Regions from separate parts of the Mus musculus genome. Here regions 1, 2 and 3 are each linked to region 4. Evidence: chromatin contacts called from public capture Hi-C and promoter capture Hi-C data. All regions are on one chromosome and are shown on one strand. The core of a region is the stretch at or near the end of the contact, and the rest is flanking DNA. Distances in the headings are between cores, read along the strand shown.

Region 1 (6,785 bases), core at 3,499-5,998, 350 kb after region 4:
AAACTGACCATATAACTGGTCACAAAACAGGCCTCAACAGACACAAGAAGACTGCTATAATCCCATGCTCCCTATCAGCTCAGCACGGACTAAGGCTGGTCTTAAATACAAACAAAAACAACGGAAAGCACACACACACATGGAAGCTGAACAACGCTCTACTCAATGATAACTTGGTCAAGGAAGAAATAAAGAAAGAAATTAAAGGCTTTTTTTTTTAGAATTTAATGAAAATTAAGACAGATTATACCAAAACTTATGGGACACAATAAAAGCAATGGTAAGAGAAAAACTCATAGCTCTAAGTGCCTCCAAAAAGAAACTGAAGAGAGCATACACTAACAACTTGACAGCACACCTGAAAGCTCTAGAACAAAAAGAAGTAAATATGCCCAAGAGGAGTAGATGGCAGGACATAATCAAACTCAGGGCTAAAATCAACCAAATAGAAACAAAAAGAACTATACAAAGAATCAACAAAACTAGGAGCTGGTTCTTTGAGAAAATCAACAAGATAGATAAACCTTTAGCCAGACTAACCAGAGGGCACAGAGACAGTATCCAAATTAATAAAATCAGAAATGAAAAGGGAGACATATAAAATATATCTTAAAATAATTATTCTATTTGTTGAATATTAACAGTTGAAGATATTAAAATCGTGTTCTACAAACATAGAAATATTGATAAGTTTTCTCACTGTGCTTGAAATTAGTAATTTCTTAATATCTAACTTCAAAGAGTTTTTGCTATTTTGAAATTTTAAAAATATATTTACTGATAAAATAATTTCTCTCCTAGAAACACTGATAATCTTTTTCTAAGCAAACTGATTGTTAGGCAATATACACAGATATATAATGCATTTTAAATACTCTCTCACTATCTCAGGTGGTATCATATAAGGGCTTTTGAATATATTTCCTTTTTTTTAAGGATTTATTCATTATTGGTGTAAATACACTGTAGCTGTCTTCAGACACACCAGAAGAGGGCGTCAAATCTCATTACAGATGGTTATGAGCCACCATGCGGTTGCTGGAATTTGAACTCAGGACTTTTGGAAGTGTAGTCAGTGCTCTTAACTGCTGAGCCATCTCTCCAGCCCCTAAATATATTTCTTTTTCTTTCTTTCTTTCTTTCTTTCTTTCTTTCTTTCTTTCTTTCTTTCTTTCTTTCTTTCTCTCTCTCTCTCTCTCTCTCTTTCCTTTTCTTTTCTTTCTCTCTCTCTCTCTCTCTCTCTCTCTCTCTTTTTTTTTTCTGAGACAGGGCTTTTCTGTGTAGCCCTGACTGTCCTGGAACTCACTCTGTAAACCAGGCTGGCCTCAAACTCAGAAATCTGCCTCCCTCTGCCTCCCAAGTGCTGGGATTAAAGGCATGAGACATCACTGCCTGGTGAATATATTTCTTAATAATTCATTTTTAATATTCTATGTTCTTTTACTATGCTTAACGGTCAAAGAATATTTTGTATGTTTTGAAACAATTTAGTATTCAACATTATAGTATCCTCAGTTATGGATAGTGTTAAATATTCATTAATGATATTTTTAGGGTATAAAAGGATATGAATATAAAAGTTGAACAAATTTTTATGTATTATTTGATTCTCAAAATACTCAATATTATTAATATAACATTATTAATAATATTATTAATTGATTATAAAATGCATTTAAATAATAAAAAATTAAGAAAAAAAGAAAAATTAAAAAAAACAACAAAAAAAGAATAGTCCAGCCTGGATTCAGTCCCCAGTACCACATAGACTTGGGCATAGAGTTACATGCCTGTGTCACAGCACTGGGGAACTTAAGTCAAGAAAAGGAAAAGTTCAAGGTCTCATGTCCCAAGCCAGTCATGTGTGTGTTTGATGCCCCTGGAAACCAGAGGAGGTGTTGGATTCCTTGAAACTGGAATTACAGCTGGTTATGACCCACCATGTAGGTGCTGGGAATTTAAATTGGGTCCTTCAAGGCCATTCTGGGACATAGGAGATCCTGTCTGTCAGTAAATAAAGTCAATACATGACCCACACAGGGTTAGTGCCACAACCCAGCGGTAAAGCGCTTGCCAAGAGTGCATAGTATCCTAGGTCCACTCACCGACACTTAAGGAGGAAAAAGTTAAAAACAAACAAACAACAAACAAACAAGAACAAAAAACAAGGAAACTAAACCAGGCATGCACAGCTAGTAGGTGTGCAGGATACAGGACCCTTTGAGAAAGGGTCACGGTGACTGACTTTCAGCTAAATCCTTTTTTTGTTTTGTTTTGTTTTGTTTTGTTTTGTTTTGTTTTGTTTTTTCGAGACAGGGTTTCTCTGTGTAGCCCTGGCTGTCCTGGAACTCACTCTGTAGACCAGGCTGGCCTCAAACTCAGAAATCCGCCTGCCTCTGCCTCCCAAGTGCTGGGATTAAAGGTGTGCGCCACTACCACCACCCGGCAACTTTCAGCTAAATCTTAAACCTACAGGCTACGCCCTTCAACTCTGTGAGGAAAGATTGCTTCATGTCTAAAGTAAGAGCAGCTACCCTGGCTGTGTGATGGAACAAAATAAGACTTTACTCTGCATTAGAGGTGATACATTTTAAGAGGTATAAAGCCAGCCAGCGTGATAACACAGCCGGTAGTCCCAGCACCCAGGAGGCTGAACTAGAAGAATCCTGAGAGTCAGCTGAGGCTCCTGGGTGAGAGCCTGTGTGCAGGTTAGTTGATGGTCAACTTGACACACAAACTGGAGTCACTTGGGAAGAATGAATCTCTGCTGAGTCAATGCCCCCAACAGATTAGCCTGTAAGGAAGCAAGCCTATGATGAATTTTCTAGATTGCTTCTGGATGGGGGGCGGGGGGACCACTTAGGTGGTGCCACCTCTGGGGTGGTAGACCTGGGTTCTATACGAAAGCAGGCTGAGCAAGCCAGTAAGCAGCATTCCTCCATGGCTTCTGCATCCACTCCTGCCTCCAAGTTCCTACCTGGTTGAGTTCCTGCCCTGACTTCCCTGGATGATGGACTATCATGTGAAATAAACCCTTCCTCCCCAATCTACCCATTTCAGGAGTCTCATCAGGCTGGGGAACATTTCTGCAATGGCCTGGAGGTTGAACCATATGTGCCCTAGAGCTCCAGCCTGACCAACCTGAGCCTCTGCAGCTAAGACCTTTTCTGTGAGACCTTTTTTTTTTCAACATAGTCATGGCTCACTGGGCTGAGAACCTGGGCTGTGCTGGGGGTTTCAAGGCTGTAGCCCAGGAAGTCACAGTTTGTCTGGTAGGATGCCAGAGTCCCCATGAAACCAAATGTGCAGATGGGGGGAGGGGGGATGGGGGATCTCTTGGTTCCTCCTCTATAGCTGGGATTTCCCCTTTTCCTTCTCACTCTTCCAAACAAGCAAGGCCTCTCTGCAGTTCGCCTCAGTCCAAAATAGGAGGGCAGCAGGTGGCCTTATGATCCAACAGTCTCTGTACCCCACAAAGTCGGGGGGGGGCGCGGAAACAGAAGTTTGGCACCTGATGAGCACAGGTGTGTAGAGCAGGGCAGCGATAGGCGTCACGTTGATACCCATCAGCATCTTGCTATCGATGTCCGGCAGCCCCATGTTGCCATACTTCACCTCTCTGTAGGTCTCATCATAGTGCAGGATCAGTTGCATCTGCAGGAGGCCTGGGGACAGGGAGCATCGTAGAGAGCTCTAATCAGTCTGGCTCAGAACAACTAAACAAGCTCACGGCAAGGCTGGCAGGGCGCCGAGTCACCTAAGCGACCCTTTCCTGTATTCATCAGGACCAGGATAAGAACAAGACTCCCGTTCCCAGCCTCCCGCACCGAGTCTCTGGCTGGGTTGGGGGCACACTGGCTTGTGGCACACCCCGCCTCCCAGTCCCAAGTGCACGCCACAGCAACAGCAGATGTGACCCGGGAAGTGAAAGGGGAAGGAGGCCAGCTAGCCGCAAGGTTTCTCTTTCCAAGCTCGGGAGTGGAGGGGGAGGGGAAGCAGAGGGCTAGCAGGGTTAGTGTGTCCTCCCTACCCAGGTAGACGCCGTAAGTAAGGGTGACACCCGTGCTGGCCGCCAGCACGTTCTTGACCACTCCGAGGCGCTTGCGGCGGTAGTAGCGGCGCTCTTCCTCCTCCTCATTGTAGTTGGGGTACGCACCCACGAGTTCGTCCAACTGCGGGCCAATCACTAATCACATGTTGGCTCCCCGGTCGGACTCCAGACCCTATCCCGGCTTCCAGGAACTCAGGTTTCCCATCCAGGGTCCTAGTCCCCATCCCAGGGCCCCCGCACCCCACTCGGGGTGTCAGTCCACAATTCTGGATCTCTGTCCCCCTGACCCGGAGTCCTGGTCTCTTCTCTAAATCCCTGCTCCCCACTCCGGGTTCCAGCTTTCCACTCAGAGCCCCATCCCCTATTCCAGAGTGTGTTCCTACTCTGAGACCCTGGTCCCCAGTCTGGAGCCCCGCCCCTCATCCTAGGGTACAGGGGGCCTCCCATCCCAGGGACCTTCCCCCCCCCCCCCCGGGTGCCCCGCGGGGCAGTCGGTCCGGTGTCCCATTGTGTTTCCCTGCCCTGCTCACGGGAGCCTCTGGCCCATCAGGAACTCCGTGCCGGTCTTCATCCCCTTGAGGACCCGCGGCCCCGGCCACAGGGTAGAGCGGAGGCTCCACCTCCATGACCAGATCCAGATCAAGGGCTTGCAGTTCTGGGCACCAGCAGCTGGTTGGGACTTCCTTCATCAAAGACCGCCCTGTCTAGTAGGCCCCACCCCGTCTAGTGTGGGCCGCCTCCTCCTAATACTGTCCATGGTGTGTGTGTGTGCGCGCGGTATGTGTGTGTGGTATATATGTGGTGCATGTGTGTGCATGCGTGTGTGATTTTTGTTTATGTGTGTGTGGTGTATGTGTGTGCAGTCTGTAGTGTGGTGTGTGTGTGTGTGTGTGTGTGGTTTTTATGTGCTGTGGTTTATTTGTGTGTGGTGTATATAATTTTTTGTTTGTTTGTTTTTTTGAGACAGGGTTTCTCTGTATAGCCCTGGCTGTCCTGGAGCTCACTTTGTAGACCAGGCTGGCCTCGAACTCAGAAATCCGTCTGCCTCTGCCTCCCGAGTGCTGGGATTAAAGGCGTGCGCCACCACTCCCGGCTGTACGGTGTATATAGTATGTGAATGTGATGTGTGTGGTGTATGTGTATGTGTGTGCAATGTGTGTAGTGTGGTTTGTGTGTGTATGTGTGTTGTGTGCTTGTTTTATGTGTGTGTACAGTGTGTATGTATGGTGTATGTAGTATGTGTGTGGTGTACGTGTATGTATGCAGTCTGTAATGTGTGGTTAGTGTGTGTATGTGGTATGGTTTGTCTGTGTGGCATGTCTGTATATGTTTTTGGTTTGTGTGTGACTTTTGTATGTGTGGTGAAGCAGAAGGTGGGCTTTTGTTGGCTCTATGAAGGGAGCAAAGGCGGAATGTAGTGCAGTTGGTCAGGTGCTTCCTGTCATGAGCAGAGTCCTGGGGTGATCCTGGGGTGGTCATGGCTGTGCACACCTGTAAGTCCAGCATACAAGAAGTGGAGAAAAGAGACCTGGTATTCAAAGAGTCATCTTGCTACATCTCAAGTTTGAAATTTGAAGTGAATACATGAGATACTGTCTCAAAAATAAAAGTGAAAGAACAGAGAGAGGGTGGTGCCATCATCTGGGGCATGGAAGACACAGGACAGGAGGGACACAGTGGACACTAGGAAGCTCTGAAGCTGTGTGGCTGCAGAGTGGACACCAGTGTTTACAGTCTCATGTGGTAGCCGTGGTGAGCCTGTGGCTGAGTGATCATATTGTTGGGAATGGCAGTAGACTTTGAGACCCCGAGAGGATGCAATCCTATAGGATAGAGGGGTCAGGTGAGGCGTAATGAGAAGAGAGCAGCTGGAATAGGGAGGGGTGTACCACAGGGAGTGGGCTCAGTGGGCACTGAGTGGAAAGGGCAAGGTGGTATGTGTGTGTGGGTATGTGTGGGTATGTGTGGGTGTGTGTGAGTGTGTGTGAGATGTGTCTGTGTGTGTGTGATGTACCTATGTGTGTGTGTGATGTACCTATGTGTGTGGTGTGCCTGTGTGTGTGTGTGTGTGTGTGATGTGACTGTGTGTGTGGTGTGTGTCTGATGTGTCTATGAGTGTGTATATGTCTCTGTGTGTGATGTGTCTATGTGTGTGTGTGCGCGCTTGATATGTAGTGTATGTGGTATGTATTTGTGTGTAATGTATGTGTGTGTGATGTGTGTATGTATGTGTGATATGTGTATTGTGTATATGTATGTATATGTATGTTTATTTTACATGTAACATTTGTGGTATGTATGGTATATGTGTATAGTGTATTGTGTGCATGGTGTGTAGTGTGTTTGTGTGTGTGATATGTGAGGTTTGCGATATGTGAATGCTCTGACAGAGGCTGAGAGGAAGCACCCAAAAGAAGCCCCACCCCTCTCAGGAATGCACCCTTCAATCACATTGGCTGAGGTCTCTGTGTACCAGAGCAGAGGCCAGTATCATGTCCTTAATATCTGTGCCCTTTTCCCAGTCAGCCACTGATTTAAGAACAGAAATTGGGGCCAAAGACATGGCTCAACTAGTAGAAATGCTTTCTGCTTAATTTGACTGCCCGAGTTCAATCCTAGAGCACTGCATAGTGGAAGAAGAGAGCGATTTCTGTGGGCTGTCTTCTGACCTCCATAGCATGAGGTGGCATTTGTACACACATGTACATACATAAACTTAGGTGGACTGTAAAAA
Region 2 (7,737 bases), core at 2,624-5,123, 370 kb after region 4:
GTGTGCTCTCGGCTTAGCAGTTTGTCTGTTTTTTAATCATGCTTGTCTATATCTGTGTGTACATGCAGAAGCTGGAAGTCAACTTGCAGGAGTCAGTTCTCTCCTTCTACCTTGTGGATCCTGGGGTCTTAGGTCATCAGGCTTAGTGGCCGCTGAAACACGTCACTAGCCCCACTTTAAAAAACATTTTTTTCCTTTTACATTTATTTATTGTGTGGTTGTCAGAGGACAACTTGAGGAGTCAGCCTTCTCCTTCCACCATGTGTATGTTGGGGATCGAGTCAGACTGTCAAGCTTGGCAGCAAGAGTCTTTACACACTGAGCCATCTCAGCAGCCCTTTTAATGGGGTTTCAAATAGCTCAGGCCTTCAACTCACTATGTAGCTAAGGATTACCTTGAACTCTTGGCCCTCGCACCTCCACTGGTGTAATTACAGTCACATGCTACCATATCCAACACTGTCTGACTATGCAAGCCTCCAGTCTGTCCTGGCTCTGCCCTGTGGCCATTTCCTCCCTCATTCTACATGAAAGTCTCTGCTGGGACCATCTCAGACTCACCTTCAAACTTAGCCATTCCTCTGTGGGACCGTTAGAAAACACAACACAGCACTTTTGGCAGAGAGGGCCAACTGCCCCTCAGAGTCTCCTAAGCCCAGCACTGGTCTGAGACCAGGCTGGTTTCCAGCCTGCTCTCCCTCTGATGTGGCTGTTGCTCTGGGAAGCCTCAGGCTGAGGCAATGCTGATACCTGGTAGGATCCACTTCACCAGACAGGGCCCAACTCAGAGGTGTCATCAGAGTAAGTAGGGCAAACCTATCTCCTTTCCCTTCAGCGTTTGAGGAACCTGCAGACTGGAGAAAACCCTCCAGAAATTCAGGCAAGGCTAAGCTCAGGCTGCTATGCCCACCTGACCTTAGGGACCCAAACTCACCCCCCCCCCCCAGCTCCCTTTATTTCTCTTCCCCTTCTCTCTGGAATAGCTGTCTCATTTATACTAAAATTCAGTAGTTATCCCCCTCCCCTTCTCCCTCCCTGGGAAACCTCCATGACTTGACATCTCACTGTGTCCCTACTCTGCCCGTCTGAGTAGATGTGCCAGGTCCCCTCAACACCCTGTCAGGGACACATACAGGTGGATCCATAGAGAATATGCCCCAGGGTGGAGTTTGTGAGTCTGCCCCATTAGGGCCCCCTTGGCCCTCACTGAAACAAGGTCCGTCCAGGAGTGCTTTGCATCTTTTCTCTCCCAGGTTATCAAACAGGTGTTGGCCCGGACCAGCAGCGGGGGATTCTGTGGGAATGATGGCTTCATGCACATGACCCTGTCCAGCCTTCCTTTTGGAGGAGTGGGTAGGTAGCAGCAGAGCTCTGCCCTCCTGGGCTGACCCCCTACCTGCATCCCCATCCTGCTACCTGACCACATTAACTGCAGAAGATGTGCCCCCTTCTCAGTGCCCAGTGCAGCATAAGCCCCTCCCCACTGACTGTCCAACTAGCCTGCCTCTCTCCCACCTCCCTACAGTCTGTGGTGGAACTTTGCAGATATGCTTGCACTAAACATGTGGGTGAGAAGCTACAGAGAGATCACGTTGGTGGGTTTATAAAAACACACCAGTTGCCTCCAGCCACTGAGTTCTTTGTCTCTCCCCCAGACTTTGGCCACCCATCCCCACATAGTTCTGGCCTTCAACTCCATGGCAGGGCCAAATGATGCCTCCTTTAGCCTTCCCAAGTCCCTGCACACCCAGCTCTGGGTGTCTCTGTTTCCAGGAGGCCAGGCATGTGGAGATGCCCCATTCCACCCCCCTGCCACCCCCCGCCCCCAACTTCAAACCTCACAGCTATATTCCAGCAAGCCCACAGGCATGTGACCGGGACAGCTACTTCTCCTTTAGGTCGACTTCCTCACTGAAAGTGCCCTGGTCCTTCCACCCGGTCAGACTCAATATCAGAGCAAATGACAGCATTGTCCGGCTAGTCCTGGTCTGGCCTAGAAGTCCTGCTCTTGTTCCCCCTTAGTCTCTTGTGATGGCTACTGAACTTGAACCCTTACATGTTCCCCCCACCTTCCCCACTTACACACTATCTGGCTGACTCCATGATCCTCTGGCGTCCCTCACTTTAACAAGCCAGCTTCATTACTACCAACTCCACCCAGGCCATGTCCCCTGGACATTCTGGGTTGAGTCCTTGTTCCTTCCTAGACAGTAAGAGCTACACAGATTTGAAGATGTCTGCCACAAACCTAGAAAAAAGATGCCACTCTCACAGAGAGCCTGAGGCAGTCACTTGCCTAGAGTGTTCAGTATGGGGCTGGGATTCAACGTTGGGAAGCCTAGCTCCAGAATTCATACCCATGACCTCAGTTTGCCTGTCCCTAAGGGCACCTGGTAAAGTGGCTGGGGCAAGTTCAGTACTCATCCATAACGCCTTGTGATTAGTCCACTGAACACACAGAGAAACAGGCTAAGATAGCCTACCTGTCAAAGCCAAGTCTATGTGATGTCCCCTCAGTTGGCCCTTAAAGACCTAAAGACCCATGTTCTGTGCTGCCCACAGGAACCAGCGGGATGGGCAGGTACCACGGCAAGTTCTCCTTTGACACCTTCTCCAACCAGCGTGCCTGTCTGCTGCGCAGCCCGGGAATGGAGAAAATCAATGACTTGCGCTACCCACCCTACTCCAGTCGCAACCTCAGGGTGTTGTTGGTGGCCATGGAGGAGAGGTGCTGCAGCTGCACCCTGCTGTAAGCAGGGGTTTTGGGGTACAGGAGCCTGCCTGGGGCACAGCTTCAGAGAAGTGGCCTGCCAGGGCCAAGGCCACAGAGCAGTCTGCTCAGCCCTTCTTGGTGGAGCCCTCTGCCTCCTGGGGCTCCCCTTTTTGGACCTTTGAATAAGATAGGCTGAGGGTAGGAAGGCAGGAAGGGATGCAGTGACCATAGAATCTTCGAGAAAACAGAGCACTTCTGAACTACCCACCCTCTCGTGGATAGTGTTGCAAGGGAGCAGTGATAATCGGCACAGGTCATACTCTGTGACCAGGCCTGTCTGGGTCTTCTCACTCTCAGTTTTCTATCTGCACAATGGAAATAAAACAGCCTTAACAAAACAGCCTATCGTCGTGGAAGTATTAAACTAGGAGGGCTGACTCCAAGCTACAGGTGTCTTGTCTTTTTTGGAGTGGAGGTGCTGCCTCCGTGATAAGTCCAAGACCTTTCCCCAGCTACAACTCACCCCTCACCTCACAAGTTTACTCAGCCGTAAAACATTCCACCAGTCTGAGCTCCATGCTCCAAGGGATGGCGCTTCCAGCCACTCACCTGCTAAAACTCAAAATTTTTGACATCCTGTCTCTACACATGGCCTGGTTTTTGACTAAGTCAACATGTCCTTCCTGGCCTTCCAGATTCTACACCGCCAGCTTAGACACTACTTCCTGAAGGAAGCATTTCTGATCACTCCATACAAGGCATGCAGATTGCCTCATGGTTCTCTAGTCCTAGGGGCAGACTTGACAAAAGTCCTGCTACCCGCGGCCGTTACAAGGACCAGTGGTTAAAGCGCTTGTACGCTGTCGCCATCTTTGCAGTATTCAAATGAGCCCTACCCCTCCCGCCTCCCCGGACTGTAGCAGCGTCCCAAACCGAGGTCAGGAAGTCCCGCCTTCAGGATCTCGGAAGTCAGGCGCATTAACCTCTCTGATACAACATGGCAGCTCCCTACAAAACTTCAAGCATCTGCTCCCATCAGCCAATTAGAGAAAAATATAGTCCTGGGCCCGCCTCCTACAGGACCCTAGGCCAATCAGACCAAAGAAGGAAAGGGCACTATGGAAAAAGGCGTGAGAAGCTCGCCCAATGGCAGCATCCTGAGCTTAGGCTCCGCCTTCCGGTTGAACCGCATCTGGGCCAGGGAAGGAGCCGCAGCACTTCAAGGTGGGTGGCCAGGGCAAGGCGGCGAAGACAGGGTCTGGGTGACGCAACGACAGGGTTGAACGGGGTGTCACCGCTGACCTTATGAAGTCTGGGATCTAGCGCTTCGGCTCGGGACCCGCGGCTTGTGCGTCCTTCCCGAGCTGCGGACCGGAAAGCCTGCACCCTCAGGCGCATGCGCTGCCTCGCCGGCTGCCTTCTGCGTTCATAGGGTCAGAGGTCAAGGGGAAGGTCTGAGAGAAAGTGGTAGGTTGGATCCAGGATTGCTTGGGGTCAAGAATTGGCCGACCCCTACAGGTCAAAGGTCACAAGAGGGCGCTAGAGCGTTGGTGATCTGCCAGACTCTTGGTCAAAATCCCCTTGTTTGCATACATCCCTAATTTTCGGGACCCCTCTTCCTACATTGTAATCCAGAAACTGAGGCCAGGGGACATCATTTGCCCAAGGTCACTCTGCAGGTTGGGGAGAGTTCCAGGAGCCCCTTGGGTTGAGGAGAGGAACTTGACCCTGGTAATTATTTAAATCTTTAAGGGTTTTCTGCAGGTATCTCCTGGATTCCTGTCCTGGTTCCAATGACATTGGGTAATTTGGGAGCAATCACTTAACATGACAGGATGACAGGGTCTATGACATTTGACATGAAGCCTGGCTCAGAGTTATCAGGACCCACTAGGAGGACCCACCAGAAGAACCATCCAGGCTCCTGAATACACTGGTGGTGGTCAGGGAGCCTTGGTGTGAGCGGAGGATGAGGAGTGGACATGGGGAAATGGATTAAATAGGTTGCTTAGGAACTGCAGAAATAGAAGGAACTTGGGGTGCCCAGGAACTGTGAGTCAGCAGAGTGAGGTCAGATTGAGGGTTAGGGGTGCTGGTCTTGAGTGGGATTGTGAGTGAATGGGGCGTAAGGTAGAGGTTCAGAGGAGGGCAGTTTTAGACCCTTCTCTTCCCTTCTCCATGTTCCAGATGTATCGCCTGAGCTCATCAATGCTGCCACGGGCCTTGGCCCAGGCCATGCGCACAGGTAGGGCTAGAGGCCTTTCCTGGGGGTGGGGGAGCAGAGCTTCCTGGTGTGAAATCACCTCTCTCCTTGCAGGACATCTTAATGGACAAAGCCTTCATAGCAGCGCAGTGGCGGCAACGTACAGTGAGTAGCCAATATTCTGACTTGAGCTTTTCTGACCGTCGTCACACCCAAGGCCCGGGAAATTGCTTTGCTAGGGACCCTCTGTGAGCTCTAGTTTCCACTCTGAAAATGAAGGTAGCGATCAAGAGAGACTGTGACTCAGTCACTGTAGTACCATCAAAGGCGGGAGGCATGTGACAGGAAAGAGCTGCTAGGTTATCAGGACCCACTAGGAGGACCTAGGTCCCTCACTCCCTGAACTTGAAAAGCTTTGCCTGGGTGCGCTTCCAAAGCCAGCTTCCATTAACCTCCCTCCCTGACCTCCTGCAGAGTATGTGAATAAGAAGGAACAGGAGTCTGAGGTGGACATGAAGTCCGCAACTGACAATGCAGCTCGGATTCTGATGTGGACAGAACTCATCCGAGGTGGGTACCAGTGAAGAGGGGAGAGGGGAGAGTCAGGCGTGGACGGCCGGAGAGGAGAGCATCCTCTTACCAGCTCTGTACTACTCCCAGGACTGGGCATGACCCTAAGTTACCTCTTTCGAGAGCCTGCCACCATCAACTACCCCTTTGAGAAGGGCCCACTGAGTCCGCGCTTCCGTGGGGAGCATGCACTGCGCCGCTACCCATCTGGAGAGGAGCGTTGCATTGCCTGCAAACTCTGTGAGGCCATCTGTCCTGCACAGGTGAGTCTGCCTTCTAACTACTAGGCCCTAAATCTGATCTGACCCCTACCTTGATACACTCCCCCGGGAAAGACCCTTCTTTTTTCTTTTTTTTTTTGGTTTTTCGAGACAGGGTTTCTCTGTGTAGCCTTGGCTGTCCTGGCACTCACTCTGTAGACCAGGCTGGCCTCAAACTCAGAAATCCGACTGCCTCTGCCACCCAAGTGCTGGGATTAAAGGTATATACTACCACCACTCCTGGCTCTTTTTTCTTTTGAGACAGAGTCTCACTATGTAGCACCAGCTGAAACTCATTGTGTAGACTAAGCTGGTCTTGAGCTCACAGATCTGTCTACCTCTGCCTCTGGAGTACTAAGATAAAAGTATGCACTGCCACAGACACCTGACATTGTCCTTTTCTCGCTTGGCCTAACCCTGACCCTGTGTGGGGGACAGTGAGTCCTTAATGTCAAGTGCTGAGTCAGGAAGCCGGCTGGGGGGCGGCTCCATCCCAAGCAGGCCACGTGGAGTACTCATATCCTACCCTGGGAGTCAATAATCATGTGACATTTGAGCCTAGAGGCCATGGCGTGGTTTCAGGAGCCCTGTCTGTGTGGCCATTCTGTGTTCAAGCTGAGGATGTGCAACAGGAGTGGCTGCTCCCCAGAGCTTAGCTGCTCCCCAGAGCCTGGCTTTCAGTTATGCTGGTGGGTGCTGCACAGAATGCCGGAGGCTGGGACTATTTGGAAACAGGAAAATGCAGTGATGGCTTTGTTGTGTCTAACATGAGCTCCAGCAGCTGCAGCCGTGAGACCTGCCCAGGGACACTACCTAGCCCGCCATGCGTAACTCCAGCTCCTAGCTGTGCCTCAGCAGCTCAGTGATGTCTGGCATGGCTCCTAGGTGGTGTGCACTCTGCACAGACAGGCTAGGCTCCTTCCCCATATTCTCCCTATAACGGTAAGAGTAGCCAGGAGAGATTTTCTTCCCACTGTTATAAACACAAAAGGCTGTGTGCCTTTGCTGGACATGGTGGTGCATACCTTTAATCCAGGCCAACCAGAACTGCAGAGTTCAAGCTACACAGAGAAACTCTGTCTCGAAAGAAAGAAAGATGTATGCCTCCTGAGGCTCTACTGTGAGTAGCAAACTTGCCACTAGGGAGTATCAAGTTCCTTAAAGGTCCTCCTGGCCTGTAGTTTCCAGGCCATCCCTTCTTACCCTTAGCTGGCATATAGCTGTCCCCTCAGAAACTGATAGTTAAGAATATACCTTAAAATTCGGTCTGTGTCCCTCATTGCTATGTGAATTCAGGAAATCTTTCAATCTCTCTTAAGTTTCTCCAACAAATGGGGATCGTTAGCAAAGTTGTTCAACATGACAGTAATTGGGTACTTACTATCCAGGGGCCCTCTTAGGGCCACACCTTTTCAGGGAGCAGAGCAGATCATAATCTTTTCCTTGTGGGACAGGAGGGTCACCTGGCAGAGACTAATGGGGCCACGTGAGCGGTGGCTCCTTTGGAGGGCTGAGGAAACCAGGCATCCATGCAGACTTCCAGGGGTCAGTTTGAACTGTGATGGGCAGATTCAGGAGGGGTCTGCCATTATGACAGTGACCTGTGGCCACTCCTTCAGGCCATCACCATTGAGGCTGAGCCAAGAGCCGATGGCAGCCGCCGAACGACACGCTATGACATCGACATGACCAAGTGTATCTACTGTGGTTTCTGCCAGGAAGCCTGCCCTGTTGATGCCATTGTGGAGGTGAGCGGGCTGGGTGAAGTGGCTCGCACTGAGGCTCCTGAGAAGGGTTCGCCCTGCTCACTGTCCACCTTCCCACAGGGCCCCAACTTCGAGTTCTCCACCGAGACACACGAGGAGTTGCTGTACAACAAGGAGAAGCTACTCAACAATGGAGACAAGTGGGAGGCCGAGATCGCTGCCAACATCCAGGCTGACTACCTGTACCGGTGACCAGACCACTGGTGACCTTGGCCACCTGGCTCA
Region 3 (6,728 bases), core at 2,951-5,450, 310 kb after region 4:
GGGTTGGGCCTTGGTGAGGCAGCTGTCTTTGAGTTATTTCTGCTCCTGTAAGTGACCCCCTCTCCCATATTCCTGTAAGTAAGCTGTAAAGTTATTGTTTCCTCAGGTTGGATTTTAGTGGTAACCATACTTTGGTTTGTTATGGGATTCCTGTCTGGGGTGAGTAGATATATGTGTTCTGTCACCCCAGGAAAAGTTTTGCCACATAACAGTAGCCCAGGCTTGCCTCCAACTATGAAGCTGATATTGATATGGCTGTGTATGCATGTGCTTGTGTGTTGGTATTCATGTGAGCCCATTTTCAAGTGTCTACATACATGTAAGGCATCTCTCTCTGTCAGTGGGTGCTTCTTCACACCTGAGTGTCTGTACACAAGCGTCTTGTGTTGTGAGTTGGGTGGGAATGGGTGTTGCTTTGAATGTGTGAACAGGAGCAGCACTGTTGGTGTTAGCATTTCCTCTAGGCTCCGCCCAATAGTTACCTAGCAACAGCCAGGTATGAATCTGACTCATGTATTAAAGACTGTTCAGGTTTCTCTTTCTCTCTCTCTCATCTCTCTCTCCATGTGTTTCTGGCCAGCCTCTTCCTTTCTTTCTCCTTTCAGTTTCTGTCCTCTGTCCCCTTTCTTTCTCTACTCACTTCCCCAGACTCCATTCCCATGTCCCAAATAAACTTCATTTCATACTACACCCAGCTAATACCTGCAAAGGGGGGAGGAGCTTCAGCATGGCACCCCTCCCTCTGTATCATGTCAATGCATTACAAAATATATCAGTTGGGACCTGCTCTCAGCCCTGAGAGGGACAGGAACAGCACCTCACTCAATACCCTTGAGGTTCTACCCCATTGACACTTATATCCTCCCTGAACATCAGCAGCCAACATCCTAATTAAAGACATCCAGACACACATCTCTGCAGGCAGCGCTTCTCTGTGGAGAAAGCTACTCTCACAACAGTTCCACCACCACCCACCCCACCACACACCCCTCAACCCTGGCATTGAACAGAATTTTAAAACAGTGCCCCTGTGGACAGAACTCTTAGGACAGAGACTGTTCTTAAGAACAAGAGGTTAAATTGAGCAGCCACTGCAGGCTGATCTCAGGGGTTGTCCCAGCTGAGAAATGTGGGGAGACAGGAGAGTGCAGACTTGCTCTCCTCCCCATGACAGAGCAGATGATTTCCCTACTGAGGCCTCCACATTTAGGTCCCCCTCCCCTGGGGCCTGCAGGGATGTCCCTGAGCAGACTCACCTCCTGTCAGGCCTGCATGGGGACACGAGCCCTCGTTCCTTACAGTCAGAACTAGGGGAGTCCCCACCTAGACCCCTAGCCAGGAAGACCAGGGGCTATTCCCTGCAGGGACTCCCTGGAGGACCTGGGCCTGGCTGGGGCTACTTGGTTCCCTAGTCCCTGGACAACTGGAACAACTGGCCTAGACTGTATGCCCTAGAGCTCCTTCTGGGGTGCCATGTCACCATGTCACCAGCCCTCACAGTGCCCCTGCCCAGGCTCCATGAGCTCCTGGTCACATTGCCTGTGGTTCTAACAGTGTCCATCCTTCCTACTGTCTCCCTGGGACTGAAGCTGGGATGTAGTAAGGTCCCTGGGGCTCCTTAATGTGGGACAACCTATTCCACTCCGCTCTGTTATAATCTGTAGGGTTACTGTTGTGCACGCTGACTGTCACTGACTAACATGTCAGTTACATAGCACGAGTCTGTAATTATACAGGATCAGCAGCATCGGCATCTCTGGAGGCAGGCCAGAGAGCTGTCATGTCATGCAGGCTCTAACTGCAGTGAAGACACAGGGACACTGCACTGTGGATGTGGAGCAGCGGGGCAAAGGCTTCGGGGTGCAGAGTGTGAGAAATGGGGTATAGCAGGGACAGTTGTCTTGATGGGACCTGCTTCATGGGGAGCCGGGGTGGATACACACCACATGCAACGGGGAACAAGGCTGGAAGGAAGGCAGAACTGGCATTTAGAAAGAGGGGTGGCATGTCTCATCTTATCTAAGCCTTGTAATACATATCATTACTCCATAATAAGGATGAGAAAGTGAAGCTCAAAGAGTCCAGCTGATTTTCCCAGTTTGCTTTGACTGTCAATCTGACACAGCCTAAGGTCACTTGAGAAGGGAGTCACAAAGGAGCGATTGCCCAGACCAGATTTGCCTGTGTGAAATTGTCTTGATTGTTAGTGGATACAGAAGGGCCTAGCCCACTGTGGGTGGCACCATTCCCTAGATAGGTGGTCCTGGCCTGTGTAAGAAAGCTTGCTGAGAATAAGCCTGTGTGCTAATCAGAAAGCAGAGCCCTCTGTGGTTTCTGTTGTATTTCCTTGGCTTTGAGTTAGCACCAACATTGACTTCCCTCAGTGATGGTCTCTGATCTGTAAGCTGACATCAGTCCTTACACCTGCCTCACATCAAGCAAAAGCAGCTGGGCATGAAAGCTGGGAAGCTGAGTCCAGACCTCACTCCTTGAGCTGCTCTAGTCACTGCAACCAAGGGGGATCCCTGTCTCTGCCAACAGCGGCTTCCCAGCTTTCATGCCCAGCTGCTTTTGCTTGATGTGAGGCAGGTGTGTGGAAGTGGTGATGGGAACAGGATCTCACTGCACAGTCTTAGCTGGCCAGGTACTCTTTCTGTAACTTTCAACTTGAAGCAGTCCCCCTGCTTCTGGGTATGGAGGTGACATGTGTGCCACCATGCTGAGCTTCTAGGCACATGGTTTTTATCCTTTCCTCTATGCTTTTCAGTTGCTTCCAGATTTTCCAAGAGAATGTAATGTTTCCAGAGCCACAGTGAGCAACACTATTTTTTTAATGACACTGCATCACACTATGTGGCTCTGGCTGGCTTGGCACACTCCATGTACACCAGGCTGGCCTCAGACTCACAGAGCGCCACCTACCTCTGCCTTGGAGTGCTGGGGTCATCACACTCGGCATGGGGGTGGGATGATGATGGGATCTTGTGTAGCCTTGAATTTGTTATCTATCAAAGGATGACCTAGAACCCTTGACCCTCATGCTTTCACTCCTACCTCCCAAGTGCTGAGATTATAGACATGTGCAGTTACACTCAGTTATTCAGTCCTGGGGGATCAGAAACAGAGCCTCATGCACTCTAGGCAAGCCTTCTGTCATCCACAACGCCCCTGTTTTCTCACTACGCAGTCTAGGCTGTCCTTGAACTCATGCTTCTCCTACCTCAACATCTAGAGAGCTGAGATGACAGGCAAAAACCACTGAGCCCCACTGGTAACATAGCTTTTTAAACCTAAAACTGGATTGGGTGTGGTAATGCTCACCAGCATTCCAGAGGCAGAGGCAAACAGATCTCTGTGAGTTTGGGGCCAGCCTGGTCTACACAGTTAATTCCAGAACCCCCAGGGCTACACAGTGAGACCCTGACTCAAACAGACAGGTAGGCAGACAGACAGACAGACAAACTTCTCAGCTCTGATCTTGCCTCCCAAGAGGTCCCCTCCTTTCTGATCCTGGTGGCAGCTCTAATGTCCCTTGCCAGGTCTCCATCTGCTTGTGCGGCTGCCACCTTAGCATCATGGAGCTTCTCCAGACAGGATGAGGTCTGCCCCTCGTCCTGAGACTCTTGGGTGTTTCTTATATGTAACAGGAACGTGAGGCTCAGAAGAAGCAGGCAGATGATTGTGTACCTGTGACCTAGGCCTCCGGTCCTGTTGTAGAGTTGTAATGACCTAGGCTGTCCTGTTGTAATGACATAGGCTCACTGCTGGTCTCAAACCCTCAGCTCCTAGCCCTGCCCCTCACCCGTGACTCCGTATCCCAACACATCTGTATTCCCAACACATCCGTCCCCCACCCAGGGCCTTTTTTTTTGTACTGAGGCCCCTTTGCCACCAGTTCCAGAGGCCCCACCTACCCCTGAGAGGGCTCCGAGCCTGTCTCTGCAGCAGACATTCTGGCTCCAGATGTGCAGCAACTCTTGTAGCCAGGCTCTCAATTGCCTCTGCCGATCCTTCTAGGTGGGGTCACACTGCCTTGCCCTATCTGGCAGTGCAGCGCCTGGTCTTGAAGCTCTAACAGGTGGTGGGTGGGGCAGCTGTCTCCTAAACTCCACGCCTTCCCTCCCTCATTGCCTCCTGGGCACAGCTCTAGGGAACCGGAATGGCAGGCTGTACGGGCTTCTCTGTGCGTCTGAATGTTCTGGAGAAGCTGAAAGGAGTCAGCTAGTGAGGAGAAAAGTCATGGGGGTGAAAGGTGAAGACAAACCTCGTCAGTTTCCTGACATCGATACCACCTCCTCCAGGAAGCCTCCTGGGGCTAAATCATCTCCTCTCTCTCTCTCTCTCTCTCTCTCTCTCTCTCTCTCTCACACACACACACACACACACACACACACACACACACACACAATGACAGTGTTCCTGTCTAGAGCAAAAAGGTTTGGGACTTTTATTTCCACTCTCCTGTGACTAAATGACACACATGGAGTAGGGAAAAGGGCACTGGCAGTTGTGGAGGAGACTTTGCAGGCAGGGGGATTGCTTCAATGGGGGAAATTATTTATTTCCTATTTACATGTGAGATCTAGTCAAATTATTTAACCTCTTTGAGCTTAATGTCATAAATGTGTGTGTGCGTGTGTGTGTGTGTGTGCACATGTGTGTGGTTTTCTACCATGTATCTGTGCACCACATGTATGCCTGATAACCCACAGAGGTCAGAGAGGGCATCAGATCCCCTGGAAGTAGTGTCATAGATAGTGTGACATGCCATGTGGGTGCTGGGAACTGAATGGAGGTTCTGAGGAAGAGCAGCCAGTGCTGTTAACCACCAAGCAATCTCCCAGCCCTTTAGTATCATGATTTCTGAGACACTCTCTTGGGAGTGAGAAGACAGCTCACAGCTTCTGGCTGTGTGTCTGGGGCTGCGGCACTGGAGGCTCCCAGTGTTTCTGTACCTCACCGAGTACCTCCTAGGGTCTAAGAAGCAGGAGACAGAGCCCTGCCACTGTCCCTCACTGGTGACCAGACCCTATGCCCCACCCCTCCCTGACCCAGGCATCAAACACACACCCAGTTCAGGGTTGAAGAGAGGGTGTCTTTGCCAGTGGGTGTCTGGCATAACCTCTCCTTGTGGTTGGAGCTCAGCCATTAGGAGCCACAGCACAGTACAAAGCTCTGGCCCACGAATCTTTGCTAGTGTCAGAGCTCAGTGTCCATGGGCCCAGGAAGGGAGCACAGTAGGAACGGGGGCAGGGACACAGGATGGCTTACACGGGGTGGCCTTCCCGAGAGCATCAGGTGGGTCCCAAAGATGACTTCCCACCCTCAGTTGCAAAGCTACACTGTGTGTGGGCTACAGGCTGTGTGAAACCTAACTCACTAGTGATACATTTTAAAGAAAACTAAACCAGAGAGGACCCCACACAGTCATGACCCTGAGAGCAATGGGCAGAGTGTGAAATCAAACCACTAGGGAGCTTCCTGTACCCTGCTCTGTCCTATGCCAGGCTGAGGAGACAAATATCCCAAAGTGGCTGAGACAGCAGAGCTGTGTTCTCTCATAACACTGAAGACACAAATCCATAACCAAGCTGAGTGTGGTATCTCACACCTGTAGTTCCAGTTCTTGGGAAGCTCAGGCAGGAGGATTGCCATGAGTTCCAGAACAGCCAAGATTACATACCAAGACCTTGCCTCAGAGAGGAAAAAAAACAAAAACAAAAACAAAAACAGAAACAAAAACAAAATATGCTGAGGCCTGTCCCCTGAGCCTGTGGGGGAGGAGCCACCTGCCTCTTCCAGCTCCGGGTGTCTGGTTTGTAGTCTCACCTCTCCAGTCTCCTCCTGTGTTTACATAACCTTTGTCTTAAGACACATCACCCCATATCACCTTTCTCCTTTCTCCTGGCCTCACACACACTTGACAAAATACAACTGAACTACATCCTCACCCTCTGCTTCTCTCTGAGGATGACACCTGTGACTGAAGTGAGCATTGAATGGATTGCCAGGATCTTGGCAAGATCCTTAACTTCATCAGATGTTGAAGCTGACTGAATCCTCTGACCATGAGCTGCAAGAGAATCCTTCCCTCTTGAACTTGTCCGTATCAGGACATTTAATAGAAGTCACAGGAAAGCAACTAATGAACACACTTCAGACAGGCAGATTCCACCAAATAATCTGATCTGGGTCCATGGTCATGTCACTTCAGGTGGGACAAAGCCACCCTCCAGGTGTGGATGGAGTTGTGAGCAACTGCTCTGTCTTTTGGGATCCTGTTACGATCTGACAAAGTAAGTCCCCCTTAGTCACTAGATCTGCCCAAACTTATTGAGGGGGCTTCTCTGTCTAAGCAGAAGGTTGGAAGGCTGCTGAGGGTGCTATGCTATGAGAAGGGGCTGGACCAGCCATCTACATGTCATGCCTGGCTACAGGTAGCTCAGAAAAAATTCCAGAAATGGGGTGTTCACAGGCTGGACTAGGCACTCGCCTTTCAGGAACCACTGGGGACTTGGAAGCAGATGAAAGCTTAAATAGGTTGGGGCAGGGCAGCAGGAGAGAGGAGTCGGTGTGGTGTTTACAGAAGGGTGCAGCTCTCAGAGCCGATAGCCCATCTTAGCAGCTGCTGCCTACGGGGACTATAGGGCGGGTAACGGAGGCCATTAAGCTTCTCCATCCCAGGGCAGCTCAGCAGACAGGCACGCTGGTTGGAGAAGGTGTCAAAG
Region 4 (7,602 bases), core at 4,579-7,078:
GAACACTTCTACTTCTGATTAAAGGCATGTACCACCACACCCAGGTTAATAGCAACTTTGTAGGTCTACTGGGATATCTGTTAATTACCAGACAAAGTAGTATTAAAACCCACATCAGCCCCAGGATGTGAGAACTTCTTCTCCCATTTAGAGATAGCAAACTGACTGAGAGTAATGAAACTTGCTTAAGGTCACAGCCAAAAGGTGACTGAGTCAGAAGTCAAATCTAAGCTAATGACCCCACAGTTTGGACATAGCTCAACTTGAATGGTGCAGAGCCCAGGTGACAGGTATGTCTCTCCACAGGGCTCAGGAGGTAAAAGAAAGTCCTTTCTTTCGTTCCCTGGACTGGCAGATGGTCTTCTTACAGAAGGTAAAAATCTATCCAGGGGTAGATGGGAATCTCCTCCGCTGCCCCTCCCTCACCCATGCTGATGCCCAGCCCCGCTCTGTGCAGTACCCTCCTCCACTGATCCCCCCACGTGGGGAGGTGAATGCAGCTGACGCTTTCGACATTGGCTCCTTTGATGAGGAGGACACAAAAGGAATCAAGGTACTGCACCTGCTTGGCTCTGAGCCCTGAGCCTGAGCCTGAGCCTGAGCCTGAGCCTGAGCCTGAGCCTGAGCCTGAGCCTGAGCCTGAGCCTGAGCCTGAGCCTGAGCCTGAGCCTGAGCCTGAGCCTGAGCCTGAGCCTGAGCCTGAGCCTGAGCCTGAGCCTGAGCCTGAGCCTGAGCCTGAGCCTGAGCCTGAGCCCTGAGCCTAGCCTGGTCTGGATGACCCTTTGCCCCTCCTCTGCCCCTGTGAGATCCTGTGGCTACCCTGTGAACTGTGGGTCTTACTTCCTCATCCCCCAGTCTCCCTGGGGATGGTGGTTACAGGTGACCATGCCTAGCTTAGGGCCCTACACAGGCCTGTGGCTGATAATGTCCTGGCACCCTTTGTCTACCCATGTATCCCTGCCATGTCCACCTGGTGAAGTTACTGGACAGTGACCAGGAACTGTACCGCAACTTCCCTCTCACCATCTCTGAGCGGTGGCAACAGGAGGTGGCAGAGACTGTCTTTGATACCATCAATGCTGAAACAGACCGGCTGGAGGCACGAAAGAAGGCCAAAAACAAACAGCTGGGCCACGAGGAGGGTGAGGACTTACGGCCTGTTTTACACTGCAGAAATGAAAAGCAGGTTCTGCTAAGAAACTGACCAAGACCAGCTAGAAAGTGGCTGGGTGAGGGTGGGTGCTGAGCCTGCATCCCATGTCTTGTACAGACTATGCCCTGGGTAAGGACTGCATCGTGCATGGCTACATGTCCAAGATGGGCAACCCCTTCCTGACCCAGTGGCAGCGGCGATACTTCTACTTGTTCCCCAACCGGCTCGAGTGGAGGGGTGAAGGCGAGGCTCCGGTAAGAAAAGGTTCTGGCGGGACATGGTGTGGGCCCCAGGGTGGGCCCCAGGACCTTCCTTCACAGCCTGCTCTGTCTTCTCACCCTGCAGCAGAGCCTCCTGACCATGGAGGAGATCCAGTCAGTGGAAGAGACACAGATCAAGGAACGCAAGTGTCTCCTGCTTAAGATCCGAGGTGGCAAGCAGTTTGTCCTGCAGTGTGATGTAAGTGGGGGTGAGGGGATGAGGTTAGGGTACAGGTGGGGGGTGGGTGCCTGACCAGCAGAGGCTGACAGAGCCTGGATGTTTACAGAGTGATCCAGAGCTGGTGCAATGGAAAAAGGAGCTGCGTGATGCCTACCGCGAGGCCCAGCAGCTGGTACAGCGAGTACCCAAGATGAAGAACAAGCCACGCTCGCCTGTGGTGGAGCTGAGCAAGGTGCCGCTGATCCAGCGTGGCAGTGCCAACGGCCTCTGATCCACCCATGTGCTGCCCGCCTGCCCACCCGCCTTTTATAAACCTCTAATTTATTTTGTTGAATTTTTATTATTTGTTTTCCCGCAAAGCGGAAAATGTTTTATTTTGTAATTATTGTGATCTCCTGTGGCCCCAGCCTGGCCCAGCCCCCAGGGAGGGGCCCGCTTGCCTCAGCTCCTGCTGCCACCAACCCAGCCACTGTCTAGCACCCCTCCCCTGTCCCCACTCCCACCCCCTAGGGTCCTTGCTCCCAGTATCTTCCTACAGGGAAGAAGAGCAACCCTCAGCAGCCCTCTTGCCCCTCCATGGGGTGAAGCCACACTCAGTGGGTGTGTCACTTCAGGCTCTGTGGGCTGTGCTCAGTCTGTGGCCCAGCACCCCTGCCCTAGAAAGGGGCAACACAGGGTACTACTTGAACTTTCCTATCACAGCTCCCATGCCACAGAGGGACAGACCCCTGCTGTCCTGCCCTCTTGCCACTGGTGAGAGAAGGCCCTTGTCTCCTCAGACTAGGAGGTCTCCCACAGTGACAGCTCCTGGGTCCTTGTTCAGGAAAAGCCTGTGTGTTACCACTGCCTCATCAGGAGGCTGCCATTGGCAGTGGCTGCTGCTGGCCTCCCTGCAAGTCCCCTCTTCTTCCTGTTGCGTGCCTGGACTCAGGAGCATAGAAAAGACAATTGTGGATTGGGCCACACTGGCCTAGCCTGAACCTAGATCCCTAACCCTGGGCTGGGTGAGGCTCACCTGCCCAGGACCACAGTGGGACAGCCTGGGCAGGTGGGTGGCACAGCATAAGAACCCAGCTGGGGCCAGCCCTCCCTGTCCTGGCTGGTCAGTGTGCCCCCACCCACACTGTCCAGCCCCTTAGCCCATGTCATGTCAGTGGCCACTGCCCACAGGTGCCACCTTGCCCACCGCATGACCCCTTGTGCCAGTCGCGCAGCTGTGTGTGGTGTCGCGCCCTCTCCCCTTGGGGGCTGGGTGGGCACACCCTCCCCTCTTGTCTACTCACTCCTAGGGCGTTTCTTTGCCGATTTTTGAATGTGATTTTAAAGAGTGGAAAATGAGACTATGCGTTTTTATAAAAAATGGTGCCTGACTCCTCGCTGTCTCAGACTCTTTGTGCCTGGTGACTATTTTTCAGTCACTTCAGTCTGGGGCCTGAAAGGGGAGGAGCTTAGTAACCCGTCCTCCCCTCCCTGGTGGAGTAATTATTCCGCTCGCCTCCCACATAAGCAGGAGTAGCCGTAGTAGTTCTCGTCAGCTGTCATGGTTGGAATGGCTGGGGGTATACTGGTTTCAGCAAGTTGCCCCTGCACGTCAAGCACTGTGTTAATCCCCACTCCTCTCGGCACACATCTGTTTTCTCTTCCACACTGCATCTCTTGAGCCTTTGGCTGTGTCTGGCTGGCACTGGCCTCACTGTGTAAGCTCTCCTGGCCTCTGGCTTGAGCATCAGCATCAAGCCTGTGCTCCCAGGAATGACCTTCCTCTTCCTGTGCCCCTGCTCCAGGCCTGGCCAGAGACAGCCTGTGAGCACCACTGCCCTTCCTGTTCAGTGCACAGAGGAGGAGAGAATTCTGGGGCAGATGCTGTGAGGTCTTGGATGAAATGGCATTTGAGCTGTACCTCCAGCATTAGTGTAGTCATTCGTAGAGATGCTTCTAAGATCAGGAATGGTCAAGCACTTAAGACAGCAAACTGCAATGGAAGGAACCAGGCCTTGGGGCCCTGAAAGGCCAGCCTTAACTTAGCACAGTCCCAGATCACTCAGTGACTGCATCCTGGAGCGTTGAACAGACCGGGGGCTGAACTTGCTTGGCTCTGGGTGGTTAGCAGATGTTAGCCTCAGACTCACTGTGTAGCTAAGGATGGCCTTGAACTCCTCGCCCTTCTGCCCCCACTTCCCAAGTGCTGGAATTACAGGGGTTTGCTACCATGTCTAGCTAGGTCTCAAGTTTTAGGGCAGGCTGCAGTCATTAGAACTGGCTCTAAAACAAATAGCTGGTCACTGCAAGAAGTGGGGAGATAGGACCATTGCTTCTGTCCAGGAAAGATGTTCTTGTAATTGGTGATTGTGAAGGAAGAGGTGAAAGACGCCAGAGAGGAAAAAATGGAACAGTGTAGTAAGCCAGGCCACACTGAGGGAGCGTGTGAGGGAGGCCATGTTGTTGGTCAAGAGGTAAGGTGGAGCTGAACATGGCAGAGCACACATTTAATCCCAGCACTTTTGTGAGTTTGGGTCTAGTCTGGTCCTCAGAGAGAGAGTTCCTGGACAGTCTGGGCTAGTTAGTGAGACCCTGTCTCAAAAGACAAAACAACAAAAAAGAGGTGATGATAGCTCAGAGCACAGCTGGCCTGGAAGGAAGAGAGAAAGGCGTTTGGACTTGGCTTCTGACACCCTAATATGGCAGCATGGAATACCTAAGACCAGAGGTGTCCTGGAAGTGATATCAGATGGGAGTGGACAAGCTGTCAGCTAGGAGAGGGAGGTCCATGTGGAAAGAAGGGTCGATGTCAGAGCAGTAAAGACTGGCGGAGAGATGCTCAAGACTGCAGCAAGTCCTAGGCCGTCCAGGGCCAGGGTGACGATGCTGAGGAGGAAGTCTCTGACAGAAGCAGAGACCAGCAGGACCTAACTGCAGAGCTCTGGACCTTTAGAAGCTCAGGGCCTTGAGTTCCTCCCAAAGTCCAGACATCGTAGATGACCTGACCACAGCACACACGGTGGGTAGCCTAGATCCCGGACTGCTATAAACCACCCGATCGCAGGGAGAAAGGTGGCAATCAGGCTGAAGAGATGAGGACATCCTTGGGCAGGAAGGGAACCTCAGTTAGATGGCCTTTCTCCATCACACTAAGTTTAACAGATAGGGAGGTGGAGCCATCCGATGAAGGTGTTTGCTGCCAAACCTGACAACCTGAGTTAAAGGATGGGAGAGAACCAACTCTCAAAAGTTGGTTTTTCACCTCCACACTCATGAGCACCCCCACACAAAAATGAATGTAAGATTTAAAAATAGAGAAACAGACCAGAGTCAGTTTTGGAAAGTCTGGTTTACCCCCTCGCCACCCAGCAAGACCAGGATCAGAGAACCCATGGTAGGACTGAAGATAACCAAGGGTCCCAACTAAGCTGGCTGGCTGCTTGAACCCTAGATCCTGTGTGAGTGGAAGTGCCAGCCTTGTTTCGAAATTCTCCTTCCTTCCCTGTTGGCAGTAAAATGCAGCCTCTGCAAAATGGACTCCTGTGGTGGTAGCGTGCACCCTGGCCGATCACCCAGCCAGGAAGCTGAGCTTATGTCCCCCAACCCCAACAATATTCCTGTTCCTGATTCCTTGCTGTCTTCCAGGCATCAAGGCCAGACAGATCCTCGGGAAAGAAAGCTTTGACTGGTCAGCATTAGGGGTTGCTGCGGGGTGCCCATCTCCAGAAGCTAAGCGCCTGTGCTGGCAGGGATGAGGTCAAGATTTCCCATCCCACCCGCCTATAAAAGACAAGTCGGTGCTGATGGAACTCAGGAGTGGGCTAGACAGAAGGACACATTGTCAGCGGGGGTGGGGGGGGGTGGGGGCGGGGGGGGCTGCAAGAACAACAGACCCTGGCCCAATCCCAGTGCCACCGAGCCTACCCCACTCCCCTTCCGTTCCCTCCTCCCTCACCTTTCTGACCACTAAGAGATTTGCCCAGGGCCTGGGGCGCCCCCTGCGGGCACGGGTGGAGCTGCAGCTATGCCCCGCCCTCCGGAACAACCCCACCGACCATGGCGCTTCAAAATGAAGTTCCGGCTGTTCCTGGGGCGCATGTGGTTGCCCTGGAGACTGGACAGCACCCCACACACACTCCGCCCGCCCCCAGCGCGCAGGCCTGCAGTGGTTGCCGTAGCTACGGGAGGCGAGGGTGTGCGAAGCCCGACGCCACGCCCTAACTCCATGTAGCCCCGCCCCCAGATCCCCGCCCCGCCCTCCCTGCCGCCTTCGCTCTTGCTGCGGCGGCTTCTAGCAGGGGTCCGCGGGGCTGCAGCGGGTGCGGCTGAGGTGCGGCTCAGAGCGGAGGAGCAGGGGACGTGCCAGGCGCAGGCCAAGAAGGGCTGGGCCTTTCGCTCGGGATGCGGTGCTGAAGCCCAGCATGGCCGGCCTGGGCCCCACCTTCCCGCTGCACCGGCTAGTCTGGGCGAACCGGCACCGCGAACTGGAGGCCGCACTGCACAGCCGCAAGGTGAGGCCCTGAAGGGGATCCGATTCGGTTGGTTTCCTCCCCAAGCCCCGGTGCCAAAGTACGGAATCTACTCCGCAGCTCACCGCCCCTGCTGTGCTCCGCAGCTGCATCCTGACTCCTTAGGTCCAGCTCTTTCCAAATCCCTGGTCACCTGCCCTCGAGCTTGAGCATTTGTTTAGCGCATCTCCCTTGGTTGGGCCTTGCTCTGCTATCTGCCCCCTTCGTATTGCGTTAAGCTCAGGATTCACCCTCATCACCTCTGAGCTAGAATGAGGACAAGAACCGTGTTCTAGCCCTCAAGCTGGTCTAAACTCTCAGCATCCCTAGCCTGAATCTGTCTTGCTAGACTCCACCACCAGGCCCTCAACTCTGGATAGCAGAGGGCAGAAGAAATGAGCAGTTCCTTCCCACTGGCCCTTACTGTCCCCTTTACCCCGACACTTTCCAGTCCACATAGGCCACACTCTTATCTTCTCACTGACCTGGTTACCCATAGTAACTCCAGCCCTTTTCAATCCAGTGACCTCCTTGCTTTGGCCCTCTCTTGCCTTGTATTGAGTGACCCATCTCCCTTAGCACGACATTGAGCAGGAGGACCCCCAAGGGCGAACCCCCCTGGAGCTTGCTGTGACCTTGGGGAACTTGGAGTCTGTGAGAGTCCTCCTCCGACATAATGCCAACGTGGGCAAAGAGAGCCACCAGGGCTGGGCAGGTACTGTGCAGGGCAGAGGGTCCTCCCTTGAGACTAGCTTCCAGGTTGGTGAATGGGGGGCAGGGGGAGTAAGTAACCGTGCCTGGGGGCGCTAAGAGGGCTACCCCAGCAGTTGCTCATCTCCAGTCCTGCAGGAGGCAGTCAGCACTGGAGACCCTGAGATGGTACAGTTGGTACTCCAGTATCGGGACTTCCAGAGGGCCACACAGAGGTTGGCTGGCATTCCAGAACTGCTCAACAAACTCCGTCAGGTATTACCATAGAGTAAAGAAGTGGGGTATAACAGGCGCTCCGTCTTCCTGTGATAAGCCTGGCCTTGGAGGAGTATCTAGGTTGTGCGAGACGCTTTCCCACCATCTGTGTCTCAACCTCTGCCAAGGGTCATGTAAGAAATATGGGATCCCAGGCCCATGCAGATGAGACTGGGTCTTTTGCAAGGAAGACATTCACCAGCACTAAGGGTCCCTGATACCAGGAATCTCTTGGATAGAATGGTAGGCCTTGGGTCACCTAGAGAATGTAAATTTCCAGAAAGGTGACTGGGTAGAGATGGCCTGGACCCTGGAGTGCCTAGTCCTGTGCATCCGAAGCACACAAAGGACAGAGGCACAGTTGTGCTCCTCACATGTGGGAAGGTCTGGAAGGATCATTGTGTTCTCTTTACAGATAAAGGACTCAGACACAGAAAAGACAGAGGACCTCGTAGGGCCCCACAGTGGGCTATGGCCCATGTCAAAACTAGCTCTAGGCCCCCAATGCTTATAACTTTTATATGTGTAGATCATTTTAGGGCCTACTTGGGCTCT

Evidence for each region. Promoter capture Hi-C pulls out the DNA fragments that hold promoters and counts their contacts. Capture Hi-C pulls out chosen DNA fragments and counts their contacts.
Region 1: a capture Hi-C map of embryonic stem cells shows a contact between it and region 4, with 3 times the contacts expected there. A contact is called at or near these places in 2 of 130 datasets of targeted methods (double positive thymocytes and pancreatic cancer cells) and 3 of 9 other capture datasets (adipose tissue, embryonic stem cells and liver).
Region 2: a promoter capture Hi-C map of neural stem cells shows a contact between it and region 4. A contact is called at or near these places in 2 of 39 promoter capture datasets (neural stem cells and pre-B cells), 6 of 130 datasets of targeted methods (the SCID.adh cell line, embryonic stem cells, memory CD8 T cells and 1 more) and 3 of 9 other capture datasets (adipose tissue, liver and pancreatic islet).
Region 3: a promoter capture Hi-C map of adipose tissue shows a contact between it and region 4. A contact is called at or near these places in 1 of 39 promoter capture datasets (embryonic stem cells) and 1 of 9 other capture datasets (adipose tissue).

The regions. Positions count from the first base shown.
Region 1 is chr19:3,933,149-3,939,933 of GRCm38.p6, reverse strand. Unc93b1 (unc-93 homolog B1, TLR signaling regulator) reads right to left here and starts at 4,748. Exons shown (of 11, transcript NM_019449.2): 1 at 4,582-4,748; 2 at 4,031-4,172; 3 at 3,512-3,665. The coding sequence starts at 4,740.
Region 2 is chr19:3,908,910-3,916,646 of GRCm38.p6, reverse strand. Ndufs8 (NADH:ubiquinone oxidoreductase core subunit S8) reads left to right here and starts at 3,873. Exons shown (of 7, transcript NM_001271443.1): 1 at 3,873-3,937; 2 at 4,901-4,958; 3 at 5,031-5,081; 4 at 5,391-5,486; 5 at 5,577-5,749; 6 at 7,366-7,494; 7 at 7,573-7,737. The coding sequence starts at 4,901. The coding sequence ends at 7,704. It overlaps Aldh3b1 (aldehyde dehydrogenase 3 family, member B1), which reads left to right. Exons shown (of 10, transcript NM_026316.3): 9 at 1,254-1,353; 10 at 2,563-3,156. The coding sequence ends at 2,753.
Region 3 is chr19:3,969,800-3,976,527 of GRCm38.p6, reverse strand. Aldh3b2 (aldehyde dehydrogenase 3 family, member B2) reads right to left here and starts at 4,200. Exons shown (of 10, transcript NM_001177438.1): 1 at 3,915-4,200. The coding sequence starts at 3,952. It overlaps Aldh3b3 (aldehyde dehydrogenase 3 family, member B3), which reads right to left. Exons shown (of 10, transcript NM_028545.2): 10 at 6,090-6,728. The coding sequence ends at 6,581.
Region 4 is chr19:4,281,363-4,288,964 of GRCm38.p6, reverse strand. Ankrd13d (ankyrin repeat domain 13 family, member D) reads left to right here and starts at 5,828. Exons shown (of 15, transcript NM_026720.2): 1 at 5,828-6,084; 2 at 6,661-6,796; 3 at 6,923-7,047. The coding sequence starts at 5,995. Grk2 (G protein-coupled receptor kinase 2) reads left to right here. Exons shown (of 21, transcript NM_001290818.1): 16 at 307-373; 17 at 458-553; 18 at 980-1,142; 19 at 1,271-1,407; 20 at 1,499-1,612; 21 at 1,701-2,966. The coding sequence ends at 1,865.